Linked DNA regions of Mus musculus: region 2 is linked to region 1. Evidence: chromatin contacts called from public Hi-C data. All regions are on one chromosome and are shown on one strand. The core of a region is the stretch at or near the end of the contact, and the rest is flanking DNA. Distances in the headings are between cores, read along the strand shown.

Region 1 (3,293 bases), core at 238-2,737:
CTGTCTACAAAACATCATTTGAGGAAAAATTTGAACATCCTTTTATCTTTTAAAATTGTCTTTTATTTACGTATATTAGATGTCAGTGAAAACCCCAAAAGTTGGTTCTTTGTCTCTACCTTTAATAGTCCTGTGCATCAAACTCATTTCATTAGATTTTATCCACTGAACCATTCTACTAGCTCCTGAAAGCCCTTTCAAAGTAACAGTTACCATTTTAGTTGAAAGAGAAATGGTTCAAATATGTATGAATATAATTTTAAAGTTAGGATACCAAATATGCACTTTGATGTATATAGTTAGTACTTATTTCAATAAATCGTTCCAAAGGAGTCACCCGCAGATATAATGTTGGGGAATGCTATAAACTAGTTGAGTGGGGGCATACCTCCATTCATTTTATCCTCTCTGTACTGTTTAAACCATTGACATATAACGTTTATCAGCTAAGGTTTTCTAAGCAGTAGCTATTTGTGGTTTTCTTCCTTAAGTGTATTAAATATCAAAACTAATCTATGTTGAAAATTTAATCGAAGAGTAGAATGCCAATGCCAGAATTCACTAGAGGCCATACATATCCTTATGCTTTGGTGTGAGCTGAAAATTTAGAAATGCTCTCAGCTTCAATATTTCTAAAGAGTTGTTGAATATGCAAATTCACTATAATGCACATAAGACCACTAAGTTCAGGCTGATTCTTTTTAAGTGTCTGTTCTACTCCCAGAAGAGTTGAAATAGTTTCAATATATTTTGTTTTATAAATATTTAACTTAGGTTTGCGGAGGTTGAAAAAGGCAATATTCCACAAGGGTCCATTTTCCAAATGTAAGGCATGAATGATTTTTTTCCTAGTTACAGTATTTATGAAATACTAAGAATTTAATGCATGTGAAACGTTTGGTAATGGACTATTACAGGCTGAAGCTATTCTTCTTCGGGCCTCTAGGGTAAAATTCAAAGAGTAGAAGCTGTAGCGAATGAATATTCTGGGTTGCTTGTGCTATGGAAGACTTAATCTTTACAGGAGGGTTATTTGCTCACATCAGACTAAAAGAGTTTTTTTTTATTTCTAATAAAATCATTCATTTTCTCTCAAATAATTGAGCCTTCAAGAGAAATCCTTCCATATCCCAACTTCTGCTGTTGCGTAGCAGAACCAGGAGTGCCATAACCTTGTCCTCACTCTGCTTGTTTTATGTCTAATGTGCCACTGAGGTTGTAGTTACTTGACACAATTTGCGTAAATCACTTTCAGCAATTAGAAGCATTGTCTTGGGAATTGGAAATGAACTGGCATGAGTGAGTCATTCAGACCTTAATAGAGAAGAGTTTTAGAGTTTTTTTTAAAACTACAGTGTAAACTCAGTTGTCCTGGTTTCTTTGGATTTGTTTATTTCCATTTACTCAACTGCTGCTGCTGATTCCTGTGGCTTTAACTAGGGAAGTGGTTTTTTTAGGCGTGTCCTCAATCTTAGCCTGATCACCATAGGAACTGGCAGATGTCCCATCTGTGCTTGAAAAGTCCTCTGAAGCTCGACCGAGTTCTGGTGACTGCGCTAGCTTCCACGAGGAGAAATAGAATGTCTTTGCTATTTGGGAATCCGGCAGGCTAAAGCTCAGTATTCGATTGGCCCCACTGAATTCCATCTGCTCATCCATGCTTAGAAAGGTGAAATAAAAAATAAGCCGTTGTTCTTGCTCTCACAGAAGCAATTGCAGGTTTTATGAGGGAAACAATGAACGTGTCACCCTGGATTTGGCAGGAGGAAAGAGCTGGGAGTATATAAATTGTCTTTTGGGTGCCAACTGTTACGCAGCAGAATTGTTTATATTAGTAAAATCCTCTGGTTGTAAGTTATGTAAATTGTATTTTTTTTCCTAGACAGTGTTTTATGATGGAAAGGGGGGCTTGGGAATGTGTACTAAATCTGAAATGGTCTCATGCTTAAATACCGCAATGTGGTAGACAGTTAATCTTCCAAACAGATAGCGAACGCAGGCAACTGCTTCATTACCATCAACATATGTCTCTCACTATTCTGGCTGCTACCTTGGGATTAGCTTGCAAGAGCTATCTCGGCTGTGGGGGGAAAAATCACACGGATTTGACCAGCATTGATGAGCATTAAAACTTAGCTCTGAAGACAACAGTACGGTCTGACAGGACCTAGCAGGAGAGGGGTTAGGAAACTGACTATGTAGCTTTGTAGGACACCTTCATAAACCAGAGAGTCAGGAGATTGCTTAGGAGATTTCTAATGCTGCAGGACGCAGGGATGTCCCTAGTTACCGGACAAGGATGTGCTCATCTCTTGACCTATTTGCCACTTACCTTTTAGTTTCTAGGGATGTGTTTCCAAGAGATTGTGACATGGCTTGATAATTAAACAGGGAACTCCACTTGTCCATTTAAAAAGAAAGAAAGGAAGGAAGGAAGGAAGGAAGGAAGGAAGGAAGGAAGGAAGGAAGGAAGGAAGGAAGGAAGGAAAAAGCAGTCCTCCTCAAAGATACATATGACTGTTCCCTTTCAGGTATTTCCACTGAAGTATCAATTCTGATAATTTACTTTTTCTTACTTAATAATTTGGGCAAGGGTGTGAGCAGAGTACTCAATAAAATAAACTCTGGAATGAGCATGGTCCACAAACCCATATGTGTAGGAAGAAACTATAATTAAGTACACACAATTATATATTATATATAAATAACAGAAATTGAAGTTTACAAACACATATATCTGTACCTAAAATTATCATTTGCTGTGAATTATCCCAAACAACCCAAGGTTGTTACAATCTCCCTTGGCCATTTTTCCTCTCTGTAGAATATTTGCTATCCTACCACAACAATTTACCTCTGCATCAATTAAGAGAGAATGACCCTGATTCTTTAGTGTGAAGGGCTGTGGGGAACAGAAATATACAGAGGAAAATCTTATTTGTCGGATCTTCAAATTATCATCCCCATCAAAATATTCATAGATTTCCTTTGTGTGTTCCTAACTCTCCAAGGTTCAATATAATTTCATAATACATAGAGCATAAATGGAAATTGGCTAGGAGACAGCAAGCATATTTCCTGGATAATGTAGTGTTTTATCTGGGAGGAGACTTGATATACTTTGGGGTGGCTCATTAATTTTATGAGATCATTAGTTTACTTATTATTCAATAAATTTAACTCCTCTGCATTAATATCTATAGTAAAATATCTCCTATGACCATGATGTTCTCTGTTCAGAAGTTCCACAGAGTTGGAGATGGCTGGAACATGGACAGGGGAGGAGAAAATAG
Region 2 (3,293 bases), core at 509-3,008, 380 kb after region 1:
CATTTTTCATGCAACTAAAAATATCATTTCATGTGAAATCATGATTTTTCCACTCCAAGGCTCTGAGACACCCCCATCCATATCTGGAAGTTAGCCTACGAAATGTTTTTACAGTGTCCGCTCCATTGTTGGACACCAGGGACTCATATGGCATTTGGTTATTGATCTCTAGAGCAGCATACCTAGTTGTAATTTTCCATAGAAAGCAGAACAGGATGTCTTTTCCTCTAAAAGCTGAAAAGGGCCTGATGTTATGAGTTTTTTCCAATTTATCAGGGTCACATTCAATATTTCGAATTCCCTAAGGGAGCATGCATTTTGTAGCATGTAGAGGACTTGTTAACTCCTCAAGAAAATCTTCCTAGGAGATAAGGCATGAACGATATAGTCTGAGATAGACCACTAGCTTTGCCGGAGAACTCATACATGGACATCTTGGAGTTCTAATCAGGTCTCAATTGCACAGTGGAGAGGGAAACTGAACCTCCATCAACTATAAAGCAGCAGAGAGGCAAATGCTTAGCAGTCTAGAAAGCTCTTGTTAAAGCCATGGTCGTGTGCAATCTTCTGGCTAGGAAGCCGTGCTTCACCTGAGGCCAACCATCTGTTCATATATGCAGACTGTGGGGTGTGGAACCTTTCTTTAACTACTCCATGGAGATTTCTTTTGATGTTCTTCCTCATAATGCTACCTCTCCCCCTGCAAACCAAGACCCTATTCTGGACTGAAGGAGTCACTGGAGGAATCCTTTGCTTTACTTAGTGGGTACCTTGAAGCTGAAGCTGAAGCTGAAGCTGAATGACACAGAAGACACTCCACTCTGTCTTTTCAAACTCGAAGTTGGTTTTCCTCTGTGCTGAAGGAAGGTAGAAGCTTTGTTGCATCACGTACACATTTTGGAGGCTCTGCCAGACAAGTATTTTTTAACTATGTATCTTACACAAACAGATTGTTATTGAAAATGTTAAGTACCATCTCTATGTCATTTCAATTGTTTACTCTGTGCCTTGTGAGAGAAGTGCAACACCTGTGATTTTCCTCTTTGTCACTTTAAGTAGCATACCTACAGATGTGGCTTGATGAGCTATGATACTCTATAGAGGCAGAGTATCAGCCTGGGGCATATCTGGCTCTAGCTCTCATTTTCTATCTAAGGTTTTAGACCTTATCTGATGTTACCTATATTGTGGCGTCTCTCTCTCTCTCTCTCTCTCTCTCTCTCTCTCTCTCTCTCTCTCTCTCTCTCTCTCTGTGTGTGTGTGTGTGTGTGTGTGTGTGATAAGCATGTTTAAGGAGTATGCAAGCCAGAGGGGAACATCAAGTGTCCTCTTCAGTCACTGTCTACCTGGGATTTGCTGGGTATGCTGCCTGGTCAGCAAACACTAGTAACTCTCCTACTTCTGTCCCAGTCATGGCTGGCACTGGAGTTATGGGCATGTGCAGCAATACCTGCTTTAATATTTGACTACTGAGATTCCAAATCTAGGTTCTCATGATTATACAGTAAAGGCAAACTCACTAAGTCATCTCCCAGCCCCAAGATATTGGTTCTTATTACATGGAAAATAGTGGGCTCTGCCACTTCCCTGTGCCACCATTCAAATACTAAACCAGGGTTTATTGAAGAGTTGAATAGGTTTCTTCACCTTCGGAAACAGAATTAGAAGTCGACTGAAGAAATTTCCCATCATTCCCCTGAACACTGCCACTACGCATGCAATTCTCATGCTAATTTGACAAGGCAAAGGACACAGTTTCCACACTACAGATCACAAAGGAATGGTGACACTTTAGCTTCTGGTGCCAAGGTTATTTTTTCCCCTTCTTGGCAGAGGTCTTTGAACATATGCAGTGTTAAAAATTATTTGTCACTTTTGTTTTGGAATCACATGGGGGGGGGCAGGAGGGAAGGAAAGGAAGAGTGTAAGAACTGCCTTATGTTACTCACATGAAATGCCTTAGGATCATTGTGGCTCTTAAAGGTGGGGCTTAAATGAAACGTGAAATGATGCTTAAATTGATGATTGAAAATTATATCTCTCATTCTATGCACCCAGCCCCTGGAGATGGTTGTTTACAAGGAACACAGTGTGCTTTCCTTCAGCTCTCTGTAACATGGCATATGGCCAGTAGACAGAGGCCTCGAAGGAGCATGTGACATCCTCAGAATTCCCTTCTGGCAATGACTTCATTTTAGTATCAATGGCAGCCATAGTTTTGAGGGGGTATCTAAGGTTAGAATCAGTGTTTGGAACACAAAGTCCCATCTTCATATCCTGTGCAAGAATGGAGTTATGCTAATAAGAATCAGCAACCTCATATGCTCCTCTAAAATAGTATCTTTGGACTTGTTCAAGAGGATCTGTAGGTGGAAGCCATGATGCTCATCAGCTGTGACATAACTGAAGAAATTGATTCACAGGCTTTCGGACATGCTATGCTGCATTTACTCAAGAATAACTCTGATGATTTGTGCATTATAGGATTCCCCATTCTTCCCTCCCTCCCTCTTTTCCTCCTTTCATTTCTTCTTTTTTTTCTATCTCACAAAATGTTTCCTACTCTTAGAATATCTGTGCTGAAATTGTGAGAAGTACTAGATTGCTTGTCAGAAGCCAGTCTTGTCCTTTTGTCTTATTATTCTTAATCCTACTTTTAGAGGTAAAGCCAAGCCTTAAGGAATCTTCTATCTCTTGGCAAGATGTTCCAAAATTTGGGGCTAACATATCTTGCTCTGTGCAAGAGCTAACCAAATAGATGGTATGCCCTCCCTCACACTACCTCACCATCTGTGCAATGGGCACTCTAGTCTTTAGGTTGGTTTTGTGCTCCATACTTATTTGTTCCTGAAGACCCATATGTCTTAGGATAATGTAATTTAGCAAGCCCACTGCCAGTTAGCCACCATGCCTCCAGGTATGTCAATCAAAAACTCTGAGACATGGAGGTAAGGCTATCCATATGCTCTGTCCCACTCTTCTTACTTCATGAGGAAAAGCTTCTTCAGCCTCATTGTTAGTTTTTTCTCAAGAGGAGAGAAAAGACCTGTCTTGGATAGGGTCTTTGGCAAGACCCCAAAGTATTGTATTCATATAACCCATTATCAGCCTTTGTTAAAGTCCACCCTTATGTATGATGTACATGCATCCTCCCCTCTTGGCCCACTTTAACAGAGAGTGATCAGTCCATCATATCTGCACAAGAAGCTTAGGGCATTACACAGAGGACCTAAAAGTATTATGTTCAAGACTTGGGAATGTGTTTCAGTAGACAAGTGAGATTTCTGTAAAAC

Evidence for each region. Hi-C and Micro-C count contacts between places; a contact is called where the count stands out from the background.
Region 2: a Hi-C map of cerebellum shows a contact between it and region 1, with 1.6 times the contacts expected there. The contact joins two enhancer-like sites. A contact is called at or near these places in 1 of 484 Hi-C or Micro-C datasets (cerebellum) and 1 of 115 datasets of contacts at active chromatin or transcription factors (pancreatic cancer cells).

The regions. Positions count from the first base shown.
Region 1 is chr2:141,433,329-141,436,621 of GRCm38.p6, forward strand. The region is part of intron 5 of Macrod2 (mono-ADP ribosylhydrolase 2); the gene reads left to right. Among named protein-coding and RNA genes, the nearest start is that of Gm25583, 210 kb to the right of the region's middle. Within about 2 kb of position 1,488, at least 16 of the 459 cell types and tissues checked have an H3K27ac peak or open chromatin away from gene starts, as enhancers often do. A contact at or near this core is called in cerebellum, where this site is marked.
Region 2 is chr2:141,815,888-141,819,180 of GRCm38.p6, forward strand. The region is part of intron 8 of Macrod2 (mono-ADP ribosylhydrolase 2); the gene reads left to right. Among named protein-coding and RNA genes, the nearest start is that of Gm25583, 180 kb to the left of the region's middle. Within about 2 kb of position 1,759, at least 7 of the 459 cell types and tissues checked have an H3K27ac peak or open chromatin away from gene starts, as enhancers often do. A contact at or near this core is called in cerebellum, where this site is marked.